Linked DNA regions of Mus musculus: region 1 is linked to region 2. A link is a contact called in public promoter capture Hi-C data. All regions are on one chromosome and are shown on one strand. The core of a region is the stretch at or near the end of the contact, and the rest is flanking DNA. Distances in the headings are between cores, read along the strand shown. Region 1 holds the start of Slc6a2 (solute carrier family 6 (neurotransmitter transporter, noradrenalin), member 2). Region 2 holds the start of Irx6 (Iroquois homeobox 6).

Region 1 (6,647 bases), core at 3,226-5,725, 290 kb before region 2:
TGACATGTAGGATATCTGATATGTAACCCCAAGAGGAGCTGTGACCCACAGGTTGAGAACCACTGCAAAAAAAAACTGTCTGGACACGTCAAGTCCCACCTTTTGCCTCCTAAATCTGCCACACTGTGGCCTCAGGCTGTAGAAGGAGTTCTTTTTTTTTTTAACCTTATCCTCCCCTTCATCAATTTCTCTTCCGAATAAATTCTATTTATCTTAGAATTAAGACTTCATCCTATACCTGTGTTAAGTATGTAACCAGTATCATCAAAAATATAAAAATGGCAGCATTTTTATTTTGCCTCTATTATGTGACATTATCCCAAATACTTTATCTATATTGACTAATGTTATCTGGTCCTGTAGAAAGGACCACCCTCCCTATGCTACACAAGGAAATTGGGGCTTAGAGACACCATATGATCACTTCCCTACCAAATACCATACTCTGAGTCAAAGCCAGGTATACTCAAAGGATTCACAGTCACCACAAGATCCAGTGCAGAGCTCTGTCCATGCACAGAGGACAATCCAGAGGTCACTTCCATACATGCGTACTCAGCCACCTGCATATTTGTTCCTTTCCAGAGACCAGCACAGACCCGACCTTGGGTTCAAAGGGAACAATCTGGAACGGACAGCCTGACATCCCAGCAGCTGGTCTTCAGGAAGATGTTCAGACAGGCTGATCTTTGACAGTAATTCATTCATAAAATATTAGCCAGGGGCATAAACTATTGGCAACTTCATCATTTCAAAACATTCTCCAGTCTGGGCCAGTATAAACACTCAGACTTGGAGGTTTCTATGTTAACACTGGCACCAAAGAACACAAAGACCCAGGGCCAGGCTGGCAAAGAACAGGATGATGAAGCCTGGCTTGTATAAATTAAGTATTCAGGGCATTGGGGAGCAATGAATTATTGGGTTATCTCAAATTATGCCCCTTTATACCAGGAATTTTAATGCCTGAGGTCACAGTGAGTGGTGGGATGGGATTTAAACTCAAGTCTTTGGCTTCTGCCAAGATTAAAGAAAAACCTGCCTGCTTACCCATCTCTGGAGCTGAATTCAGAATTATTGAAGGATAATGGGTCCCCACAACGAACAGTATGAGGACTCAGCAGAGATCAAGGTCTGAGGAGGTAGCTGAACATCCCCGGAGCAGGGAGTGAGAGCACTAAATGGGAGCCCTCTGTTCTTCCAGATGATGAACTGGACAATACTACCCTTCCCCAGAGCAACTGCAAACCTCCTAGTCAGCAATGGAAATTCACTGATAGCAGCTCTTCCCCCTCAGCCAAGATTTCCACAGGCCAGTCTCAACTTGCCTCTTACCCTTATCTCTCCTGGCTTGTTCCTCTCCAGAGGAGCCTGTTCCAGGTGGATGCTAAAATGCTGTTTATCCAAGCCCTCCCTGTCCAGAGCAGCTGAGTTCCAACCACAGCTCTCTTCCCCTGAGTCACCACTAAACAGTCCCTCCTTAAACCTCTATAGCAACAGTTGCTCTCCTATCTCTTTCCTATGGCACCCTAATGATGCTGCTTAAAAAGCAGCAACTACCCACTCTGAGCCATGCATCACATAGGCTCTGCATGTGCACTGAAGGATTTAGTCCTTATCCATGTGTGTAACTGAACAAGATGGTTACATATATGAGAAGAGACTAGAGAGTTTGTCCAAAGTCACACATGTTAGAGAAAAGAGCCTGTAACTTCACAGCCAATATTCTTAATGCCTAGGCTGCATGCATGCACGTGCATGTGTGCGTGTGCGTGCACGCACACACACACACACACACACGTGTGTATGTATGTATGTATGTATGTATGTATGTATGTATGTATGATCATCTCCAGCACCTTACTGTGCTAGTTCCTATAATGTTTCTACCATGGTTTGTGAAAATGACCATAAGTCTCTGAGAGATTGGGTTATTTTGTTAATATATTTGTTCAATATAAGTGGGTAGGAATTGTCTACCACATTCCTAGGACTTGAATCTTATTGGGGATTAAACACCAACAGTCTGTGCCCTCAACTTTTCTCAGACTGCTTGGGAAACAGGTCCATAAAAGACAAATTATGGTACAACTCGGGATAGGCCACTCTAGGACGAATATACTCTCGAAAGGGAATGTCAGTCAATTCCAAAGAAAACTTTACATCTGTGACAAATTTGTGGCACGTTGTTCCTGGGCTATCAACTTATCATCCAGCACACAGCAAGTGCTCTTTCCAAAACACAGTAGTGGCCAAGTGGACAGTGTCAATGAGAGCCCTAGAATATCTATTTAGCACATGTGTCAAGTTGTCCACCCGTGTTGCTTCCATTTCAACGGCATATAACAATGGAAAAGACTTAATGTGGCATGGTAGCAAGGACTTCTGGGGACCAATGTCCCAGGCAGACAGAGTGATGGCTCATACATCCAGGTGACCCCTACAAAGCCTAGCATTATGTCCTACACTGAGCTAACCCAGAGAAACATTGTTGATTAATGAACGACTGTCTGATGTCTAGGGACAAGCAGTCTCAGACAGTCACTAAGGACACACAACTTGCCCCAAAGTCTCCCAATTTGTCATTTACTCTTCATCTCCCTGCTTGCTACAAATATAGATTCTACCCTTTTGCTCTTGTTACTATTGGGCCCCGAGGGCTAGAATGCTCCAATCTGCCCGGAGTCTCTGGAGGATCTGCAACCACAGAGTGAGGAAACGTGTCACCTTTGGGTTGTGTGTCCTTTCCTTAGCTTTCTCTCTCCACCCACCAGCATCTACAGATGAGAGCACTGAGCCAGAAGAGTAGAGACAGGAAGCATCCCCCTAGACTCGGGACCTTTGTCTTATCTGGAGTACCCAATGGTGACAGTCTCATATCGGGAAGGGCTCACAGGACTTCTCATCAGCTGGCTCCTCTTCCTTGGTGAGAGCTGATGCTTCTATATGCAACACAACTCAGAGCCACCTGTTCTCTTGGGTGACCACACCCTCTTTACAAATACGGAGTCATGTTTATCCCAAAGCAAGTGTCCAGACAGAACACAGAAATAAAGAACCATGCATCTTGGTTTCTAAGGGCACAAGCCTCCCACGCCCCTAGACCCCTGCCTCCAACTGACTTAAATTCTGAGACAGAATTAATACATGGCAGGGTGACCCAGGGCAGGCCAATACCTTCCTCTAGAAGCTTACACCCCTAGGCTCTGTGCAGGGCACTCTTGAACTTGTATCTGAGTAAAGATGGTGGGGCTGGGGTGCTTTGGCCATGCTAGGCTCCAAGCCCTTCAGAAAGGAGTTTGAGGTTTCTTCCATTGTGCTGGATGTGACCTCTGGGATCCCATTCCAGGGCAGATGGGTAAAATGACAGCTCATCAGGAAGAGGACAAAAGAGCTGTCTGCTGGGTGTCTTTTCTAGGTTCGCATGCGCTGGGCTTCACAACTTGACCAGAGCTTGCAAAGCGGAACAGGACACTCCAGTCTCCCAGGACTCCTGCCTCAAGGCCCAGCTCAGCTCGACATCTAGTGTCCTGATCTCGCAAAGGCTGTGTACACTTACTCCTGTAGCCCACTGGTGATCCAAGGGCTCTCGTTTTATCTAGCCTAGTGTCTGAGTTCCAAGGCTGAGTGCTAGAGTTACCATCATCCTGTGTCCGGCCGGACTATCCCAAACTCTTCTGGAACCCTTTAAAGAACTTACTGATCTCTACTCCCCTTTTCTGTACCGCAGCATTGACTCTGAATTCCTCACCCAACCGGATGCCCTCTATTCTGTCCTTGAGCCCCTGTGCCTACTACTGTTCAAGGTCCTGCCTCTATTTCCCTAACGGAGAACACTCCAATCCTATTTCTAGGTACTCTTAAGAGTTCTTTCCTGCACACTAAATTCGTTCCTGCGTCTCCTCTTCTCCTCCATGTGCATCCCTGCTCCCTCCCCAGCCAACGCCACAAGAACAGGCAGCATCCCAAGTCCAAAAGCCTCAGCCAACCCTGTGCTCACCACCACCATTCTTGTAGCAGAGATAAGGGAACCGCCACACGTTGGCCAGGTCCACAGCGAAGCCCACCACGGACAGCAGGAAATCAATCTTCTTGCCCCAAGTCTCCCGGGGCTGAGCGTCGCTGTCCTGGGACGCCAAGAGGCACTGGACTCCGTTGCGTTCCTTCACCACTAGTAGATCGGCGGTTTTGCAGGGCCTCAGGGGCTGCTCAGGCAGCGGGTCCGCCCCGCCGAGCTCCGGCTGCACCTGCGGATTCATTCGCGCCAGAAGCATGGGTGCGGCTGGAGAGAGGGACTTCGGAGGTTCTGGGGACACACCAAAGTTCTGCTTGTATGAAAGGAGAAAAAGCAGTCAACAAGGCTTGCCGCCCGTTTGCACAAACTGAGACCACCCAGGGGAGCCCAGACGTCAGGATCTTAGGGCTGAGCGGACTCCCAGCTTCCAAGAAAAGGAGCGCCTGAGTTGGGAATTTTTGGAGACTGAGTTGTGACGCGCGTCCGACTGGGACAGAATTTATAGGTGGGGACCTCCTCGGGCCGCCCTGTGGGTCGGGCTAAAGAGCCCACCGAGGTCTACCTGGATCATTCACTTTCTCCCCTCCCCTAAATGCCAAGTTTCCTGCGGGCCCTGAGGGACCAGAGTTGACTCAAGGGCCCTCCCAGCTCCGGGGGGCGCCCTCCGACAGCACTAGGAACCTTCAGGGACACTCTAGAGGGTGCAGCCACTCACGATGTGCCTCGGAGCCGGTCCGCACACTTACCGGTCCCGCGCGCAGAGCGCACTCACGTGGCGGACAGCACGGGGATCCCGGGCTCCAGCCCCGGCTGGGCTCCGCCGCGTGGCACTCAGGCGGGGCCCTGGGAGCGCTGCGGGCACGGGGTGGCCGGCAGGACGCGGGCTGGATGGCTCTGGCCGCGCCAGGAGGAGGCCGACCTGGTAATGTAGCCTGTGCCCCAGGTAACGCGCCTATTGCATTAGCCCCGCGCCCAGCCCGCTCGGTCTGGAGCCTGTTAGCGCTAATGCAGACTGACAGCGTGGCCGGGACTGGCAGAGGCGGGGGCGCAGCTCCCATGGGCTCCGGGGTGGCGGGAGCCGGACTCCCAGGGACTCGCGGGGACCTGGCTTAGCACCATCTCTGACTTTTTTTTTTTTTCTTTTTTGGCAAAAGTAGCGCAGGCAGCTCCCCCAAACACCTGGCTCTGACCTCTGGACAGATGAAGAGAGGGACAGATTCCCAGAATTCGGGTTAAGTCTGTCAAAGGGGGGTTGTAAGGATAGGGGAAGTACCCACCACCCCAGTGACACCAGCGTTGTCATACACCCAGACCACTTAACCTACTTGGTGAGAGTTTTCTCCACCAGCAACAGGGAAACTTGGTGCTTCAGATAAGGATTGTGACTGGTGGCCTGCAGGCTGGGCCTTTGGGGCAGTGTTGTTTGGCGGACTCTGCTGATGGAAAGGTCATAGCCCGAGATTTTATTCCTGGCTCTATTTGCGGCCAGACTGTGACCCTGTTCTTGGAGTCTGTGACCCTGATCTATAAGGCTGAGAACTGATAAATAATCATTCTCAAAAATACCTCCCTAACGCCAAATCACGCCTTTACAGCTTCCCACAAGTGGACAACATCTTCAAAGAGCCCGTTGTTTGGTTCCGGAAACAGGAGCAAGACAGGAAACACATAAATAAATACTTATTCTGGGCGAGAAGATTGGTGCGGTATGGGCCGAAGGCAGGTAAAGCAAAGTAAGGAAATGGATGGGAAAAGCAGGGCTGCAGATTTTTAACAGTACGTTCTATAGTGTTTAAGCGTGGACTTGAGAGTTCTTCTTGTGTCTGAATCCACCCCGCAAGGAGAGCCATGGAGACAGTTCCCAGGTGTTCTCATTCCCATGTGCAGAGAGCTTAGTGACCTCAGAAGAGGAAATTGGGGGAAGCCAAATCAGTAAGGTCAGCAGGCAGGAATGTAGGGAAGACACAAAAGCAGTATGGGAAGACAGGTAAAGCCTAGCCACAGTGTCACTCCACACTTGCAACATTCCAAGCTCAAAGCTACCCCCCCCCCGGGGCACTTATTAGCTCTTGCTTCTGTCTAAAGTTGCTCAGGTCTTAGTGAAGATATTCCTTCTCAGACTCATGCATTTAAAGTTCACCCCCATTCTCTATCAGATCACTGACTTAATTAACTCATCAATTAATTATTACTTAATTATTAATTAACCCCCATCTCCCCTTTAATGGCAGTTGAACCCCAGAAGAACAAAAGCATTGCCTATCTTTTCTAGCTGTGTGTCTCTGGCAGTAGAACTCACTAAACACTATATAAAATGAACATGTGACTAAATGTATAGATGATACAGGGTGGTATTTAAAGAATTTTCACAGACAGGGCCAGCAACACAGGTATCCCATGGAGAAGATACAGAGAGGAGAGGAGGGGACAGAGAGGATGGGAGGTTCACCCTGACCTCTTAGGGACTGATGACAGGAAACAGGAGATTAGGCCAAGGGTGGACCTGAAGATTCAGGATGAGAACTGAAGACCATAGGTTCCCGCTCATCAAGAGTGGTCATCTCAGGACCTCTGTGAGGTTCAAGTGGCCTGATATGTGGGAGGTGTCAGAGCAGAGCTGAAAGGGATGCTG
Region 2 (6,058 bases), core at 267-2,766:
CTTTGGAAATAAGACCAAATCCTTGTCTCTCCCCCTTCTGGGATTCTACAAAGGCAGAATTAAAAGTTAGCCTTCAAGACCATCACCAACATGTCATTCCTGTCCCCACTGTACTAAAAGGGAATCCACTCACGGTCAGAGTAGACCGGTCCAGGATCCCACAGCAGGTCAAAGGTCAACCTGACACTGAGTGCCAAGAGGGGTGTGTGTGTGTGTGTGTGTGTGTGTGTGTGTGTGTGTGTGTGTGTGTGACTATTTTGGAGATAATGGAGAACAGTGATGGGCATTCTCAGACTTCTCCAAGGAAAGCCTCACCACTGCACAACGCCCTGGTTTGGAAACTGGAGGGAAGCTGAAGTAGAGAGCTTAGAAAAGAGTGGGATTTGGGATCGGAGCAGAGGTCAACAAATGAGCAGTGCAGTGCCAATGCGCTGAAGTCCTTTTGTTTTCTCCTGAGAGTACCCTGGCCACCGAATCTGTCCAAGGGTAACCCTGACTACAAGTTCCCTCAGATCCCACCCACCTCGCACACAGAGTGCGTTTCAGGTGGCACTCAAAGAGTGAAAGCTCTCAGACTGGCATCAGGATGTCAGCGGGTGCTGTGGCACATTTCCCGGTCCGTGCTCTTTCTGACTTCCCTTGGGTCAAGGAGAAGAGGAAGCTCGGGGATTACTGGGCATCCCTCTAGCCTGCCTCTGCCACCCCCACCCCCTAACTCTACTCACCTGGGATGTGCTGCCATACGGGTGTCCAAAAGGTGAAAAGGCCATAGCAGGGCGTCTTCAGGGACTTGAGTCCCTCTTTCCTTTCGAGTCCCTTGCTCAGCTCTGTGATTCGATGACCCCAGCAGCGCAGCGCAGCGTCTGGTTTTCTTACAGGGCTGCAGGAGCTGGCCGCCAGTTCGTTGGCAGGAGGGGAGAGACGGGAGGCAGAATCAAAGGCAGAGGGGCTGCCGAGTTCTGCGATTGGTAAGGCACCCCTACGGCCTGTGGGTTCCAGAAGGCAGAGGGGCCCATGGATCGGCGGCAGAATTAGGAAGAAGGAGTAGGGTGCCAAAGGCGCGCAGGGGCAAGGTGAGGTACAGCGCAGCGTCGGGCTGTGAGGTTCCCGAGGTGTCCCAGTCCAAGGTGGCCAGAGGCTCAACGTGACGTCACGGTAATCCCCGGCCGCCAGAGGGGACCGCGGGCCCCGGGGCCCCGGGCCACCGAGTGTGCCAAGGGCAGCCAGCCCGTGTACATGCACGCACTCTCGGATACACTCGTTCTTGCTCTGCGAGGTTTGTGCAACGGGCGAGAAACGTCAAAGACCCTGACCCTCGACTCGCCGCTAGATCCTACCCTCTTTCGCCTGCAGCTCACGCGCGCGCGCGCACACAGACCCTCTCCAAATTCCCCGGGAGAAGTGGGAAATACGCCTCCCGGCGAGCCGTGCGGGCCCAGGGTGCAGCGTGCTCGCCTCCTCCCCTGCGGCCCCCGAGGAGGCAAGAGGCAAGCGGGGCGGCGAGGGAGGAGAGAATACAAAAGAAGAGCCCAGAGGAAACTGGGGGAGGCAGGCAAGGGGGGAGAAAAAGGAGGGAGAGGAGAGCTGAGGAGTCTGATGGCGGGGGTGGGGGGTGGGGGGAGTGGGGTGGGCGAGGGCTGGGAGGAGGCAGAGCCGGAGCAGGTGGAGGAGAGCAGGGGCTCGCAGGACCAGCCTCCAACTACAACCCATCTCCGCCTCTCCTCTGCATCAAAGTTTGTTGGCCCCTCCGTCCCGGGAGCTCTTAGGGTTGGACCAGCTCCAGCAGCTTTGATCAAGCCCCCCGGGCAGCCCATCTGTGTCCTTGGGGATGTGGCTTGGGTCTCAGTTTCCCCAAATCGTTGGCTAATCCCAGCCCTGGCCAGGTCCTTGACCTCTTGGGCGTCTCTGCAGAGGTCTGGCCCTGGGCTAGACCGACGAGCGCCCCCTCCAGATCGAGGTGCAGCCTCTGTAAGAGAGCTCCCATACACGCACCAAGTCTGATCCCTTGCATCTGTAGGCTGCCAGCCAAGAGTCTGGGCCATCTCCGCCAGAGGCCAGGCTTGGCTCCTTCCCGAGTGCCGCCAGCGGTGTCCGCCCCAAGCCCGAAAGCGGGGCGAAGGCTTCACGGCCCCAGGGCTACCTCTGCACTCCTCTTGGGGTGGCGCTGGCGAGCCGTAGAGGAGAGCTCCGGAGGGAGTAGCGCCAGGGACACTCAGCTGGGCCCAATGGTGTAATAAACTCCTTCGCTGGCTTTTCAAAAAAAAGCACCGATGCCTCTGGAAACAGGGGGTTGCTTGCAAGACTTCCGGACAGGGGTGGCCAGTTAGCAAGTGCTATAGATTTTGCACACTTACAGGCTGACACCATTCCGAAGACATGTCTAAGGATCAGGAGGGGCTTGCAGACTGGCGATGAAAGGTCTTAGGTGGCGCTGCTGCGGCACCAGGTGGGGTTTGCAATTCAGAAAGCCTTACCTTTCAGTCGCCCTGTCACAGCGCTAGTGCACTTGACAGGTCTTGGACGGTCCTAGATCTTTACTATACCTCCTCTAGGGGTTCCGGAGTTTGTTCAGGGACAATGTTTTATTTTTCTATTGAAACTCGAGACGGTGTGATCCAGGGGATACTGAGAGCTCTCAGTTCTTGCCAGGAGAAAGAGGCAAGGTTGGGGGCCCAGGCAGGAAGTCCCTCCACAAGTTTGCCTCTGGCCTCTGACTTGGCAAGCCACACCCAGTGACCTCTTTAGAATGGCACTCTAGGCTCAGCATCTGCTCACCTCTCACAGTTTATGTTTAATAGACAAGGAGCTTAAAGAGGGCACAAACCACAGATGAGTCTACAAATCCAGCTGCTGCCACAGGCCATGGTTACCTTGGTGAAACCTTGCTTTTAAACTGGGAGCGTCCTTGTAAGAAAAAGAATTATAGTCGTTGCCAGATTGACGTAGTGGTAAAAAGTCACGGTAATAAATAGATCCCTTGATTTCTCAAAACCCACTTTGGAGCAATCACCCCCTTATAGCTTGGATGTTGCTAAGCTCTCTCCCTCTTTTTTAAAGTGGGAATTGGAAAGGATTCATTAAGTTAGTCCCTTGGGAAAGATTACTACTAATTAATTAATTGCAAACATTTCCAGAGGGAAGGTATGTCAATTGTAAAGTAATAAAATTAGATAGTTGAAATACTTACTCAGCAAATTTGATTGCTTATTCCTCCCTAAGCAGAGGAAAATTTTTTTGACAGACAAATGGGGATGGTGGTGTAAAAAAAAAAAAAAGCATTAGCCCTGTCCCTTGGTGATATTGCAAAGTAGAAACTACCTTATAGGATTTATTGATTTTCCCAGTGATTTATAAGACCTCCGGGGTGTCAATGCTATGTGCAGGGGCTCTGGGCCTACCTCTTGTCTTTGCTCTATGATGTGAGAGAGCCAACAGAATTTGGAAAAGGAAACTCAAAAATTAGTGGGAAAACAAATCGGGAAGAAGAGCTGAGCCCATCACATCATTTTCCTTCTCCTGTACAAGTTGGCAACACACATGCGGAGCATGCTTTCTGTTGAGGCTCTGTTGTCTTCAGAGTTGCCCTACAGCGTGGTGTGGTGGCTTTTAGCTGGATGAATCCTGGGGGGAAAGATTAGCTCTGTCCCTTTTGTATTCACAACTGTGAGAGACCCTGGCTGAATGTATCCTTCCCAGGGGCAGGATGTAAGCCCAGCAACCCACCCCAGCCCCGGCGCTTGGTTGTTAGAATCCATCTTGAAGTATTTTGTGGGATTCCCTGACAATGATTATTATGTGCCTCATGAGAAAACAAAAGCATCAATTTAAGCCAATCTATCTGCCTCTGGCAGAGCCCTCTGGGGCAGGGAAGTCTCTTGGAATGTCTGATTCAGGAATTCTATAGAGTTTGCTTTCGGCTTCCTCTCTCTTTCCGGATTTTCACACCTATAGCCTGGTGCTCTGGGCTCCTCTATCATGTTAGCTTTTCATTGCTTTGCTCAATGATGATTAATTTATTTTTTGGGGGAAAAATCCCCAATTGTATACGGGTGCTCATAGACTCTTATTGAAGCCAGTAAATAAAACCGTCAAATAGAGATGCCCCCCCCCACACCCTGTTATATTGGAGGGAGTCAACAAAACTACTCAATGTCTTTTGAAAAACAACGATATTGGTTCTTTTGTGGTCTTGTACAATGTGTCTGCTGATTTTTCTAGCTGCTCATTAAAACTAATAGGAAGCAAAACTGCACAGAGGCCCGTTTGGACCACAGAGAACGCTAATCCTCAGTGTTCATTTGAAGTTTATATTGCTCCTTGTCAAGCGCACTGATGATCTTGAACAAGTGGAGTAAAAGCTGTGTCTTTGAAAAATAGCTTGAGGAACACCACCTTGAATGGGGATGGGGGGACCAACCAAACCGAGGAAAGCCGAACCATCCTGTAGTGTTTGAGATTTAAAACTGCCCTTGATTTCCCAGCTATTTATACAGATCACCAGAGCTTATGGGGAGGCAAAGAATAACTTCAAATTGCAGATACAGTGAGTGAGTTCAGGCACATAAGGGTAGAGTAGAAACCATGCTAAAATACATTAAAAAAAAAAAAGGATGGTGTATTTTTAGTGACTGTTTTTGAACTGAGAAGAATGAAATTTCCTCCACCCTATGCATGAATGAACAAGTGTATCTGGATAGATGCTGCATCTGGACAGATGCATCCATAATTTATACTGATCAGTCACCGCAGGTCTCCCCGAGTAAAGCCGAAATGAACACTAATTGTTTTGACGGAAGTAGTGTACACAGCATCTGATAGAGAAACACAGTGAGTCCCTGCCTTGCCTGAATACATATTGTGAACAGAAAGGCTGGCATCAGAAGGGGAAGAGAAAAAGGCAGCAATTCCCAGGCGAGGGTGCGGTGCAGCTCCTCTGGAAGGGGCAAAGAGAAAGGATTAACTTCTTAGAGATAGAGTATGAAATGCGCCTGGATTCAGAGAGCGTCGTTTGCCAGCATTGTATCTAGCTTAGTGCTAAAATGGATAGCTTGATAATAGCCTAATTCTTTTGTATTCTGTGAGCTCGGCAGCATTCCTAAGCACCTCTGCCTTTTCTTATTAGAGGCTCCCGAGGAGAACAGCGAGAGACGAGACAAAAGTCCAAGGTGCCACATAGCCAAGCAGATGACAGAGAAGAGGCCAGAATCCTGACCTCTGGATCTGGGGGCTTTCTGTAAAAGTGTTATTTTACATGCATAAAGTCAGATACAGTCACAAGAGGTTGCTGACTCCGGCTGAACTGTGTGAATTCGCAGTCAATGCCTCATGGTGACAGCGTAATTTAGTACAGAAAAATCTGAAAAGATGCCGCTGCGAACCAACAAGTTCCGGGAGGATTCTGCGTGTTTAGTGTTGGTCTGTTTTATGAAAGGGCTTACGGACAAAGCAATTCGGGAGTTCTAAACATTTGATGTGGTTCATTCATTAAGATATGGAGTGGCAGTCAAGAGCCAGCTGTAACTGATGAGCATATAAAAACGAGATGAGAGGAGGAAGAGGGAAAACGGCCCTCTTTAAGCAATACAGTGAAGATGGCATCTGCATGACTGTACTGATTTTAAAACAGTAATAGAGTTTAGTAACCGACTCTCTTCACCAAGAGGGCATTTTTTTTTCTCTAATTTGTGCATCACTGAGCGGGGCTTGCTGTATTAACGTGGCACTTTCTGCACAGTCTCTGAACAGAGCAATTCTTGATTATTTTTGTCCTGTGCATGTTGACATCTTTCTAGTGATAGGATCAGGCATCTGCTACGGTTTCAAGGAATTAAGCTTTAAAGTAAATAGCAGATGTATGGATTTGAAAACCGGAGAACGGATTTTGAAGCTAGCGTGTTTGGCAAAGACACACAAGAAAGCAATGGAGATATTAAAAAAACAACCTGTAGGGGCTCAAAGATAAGATTCCTCCCTTTGTGAAGAGGTATGTCTGGGGATGGTCCGTGAGTATATGGCAAGGCAGCATAGTGGTCAGGACAAATGAGAAAGGGAAGTATAG

What was found. Capture Hi-C pulls out chosen DNA fragments and counts their contacts.
Region 1: a promoter capture Hi-C map of pancreatic islet shows a contact between it and region 2. The contact joins the promoter of Slc6a2 here to the promoter of Irx6 in region 2. A contact is called at or near these places in 5 of 39 promoter capture datasets (embryonic stem cells, hippocampal neurons, liver and 2 more), 4 of 484 Hi-C or Micro-C datasets (all in embryonic stem cells), 3 of 115 datasets of contacts at active chromatin or transcription factors (all in embryonic stem cells) and 2 of 9 other capture datasets (adipose tissue and pancreatic islet).

What each region holds. Positions count from the first base shown.
Region 1 is chr8:92,958,875-92,965,521 of GRCm38.p6, reverse strand. Slc6a2 (solute carrier family 6 (neurotransmitter transporter, noradrenalin), member 2) reads right to left here and starts at 4,475. Exons shown (of 14, transcript NM_009209.3): 1 at 4,001-4,475. The coding sequence starts at 4,274.
Region 2 is chr8:92,669,747-92,675,804 of GRCm38.p6, reverse strand. Irx6 (Iroquois homeobox 6) reads right to left here and starts at 1,516. Exons shown (of 6, transcript NM_022428.3): 1 at 726-1,516. The coding sequence starts at 770.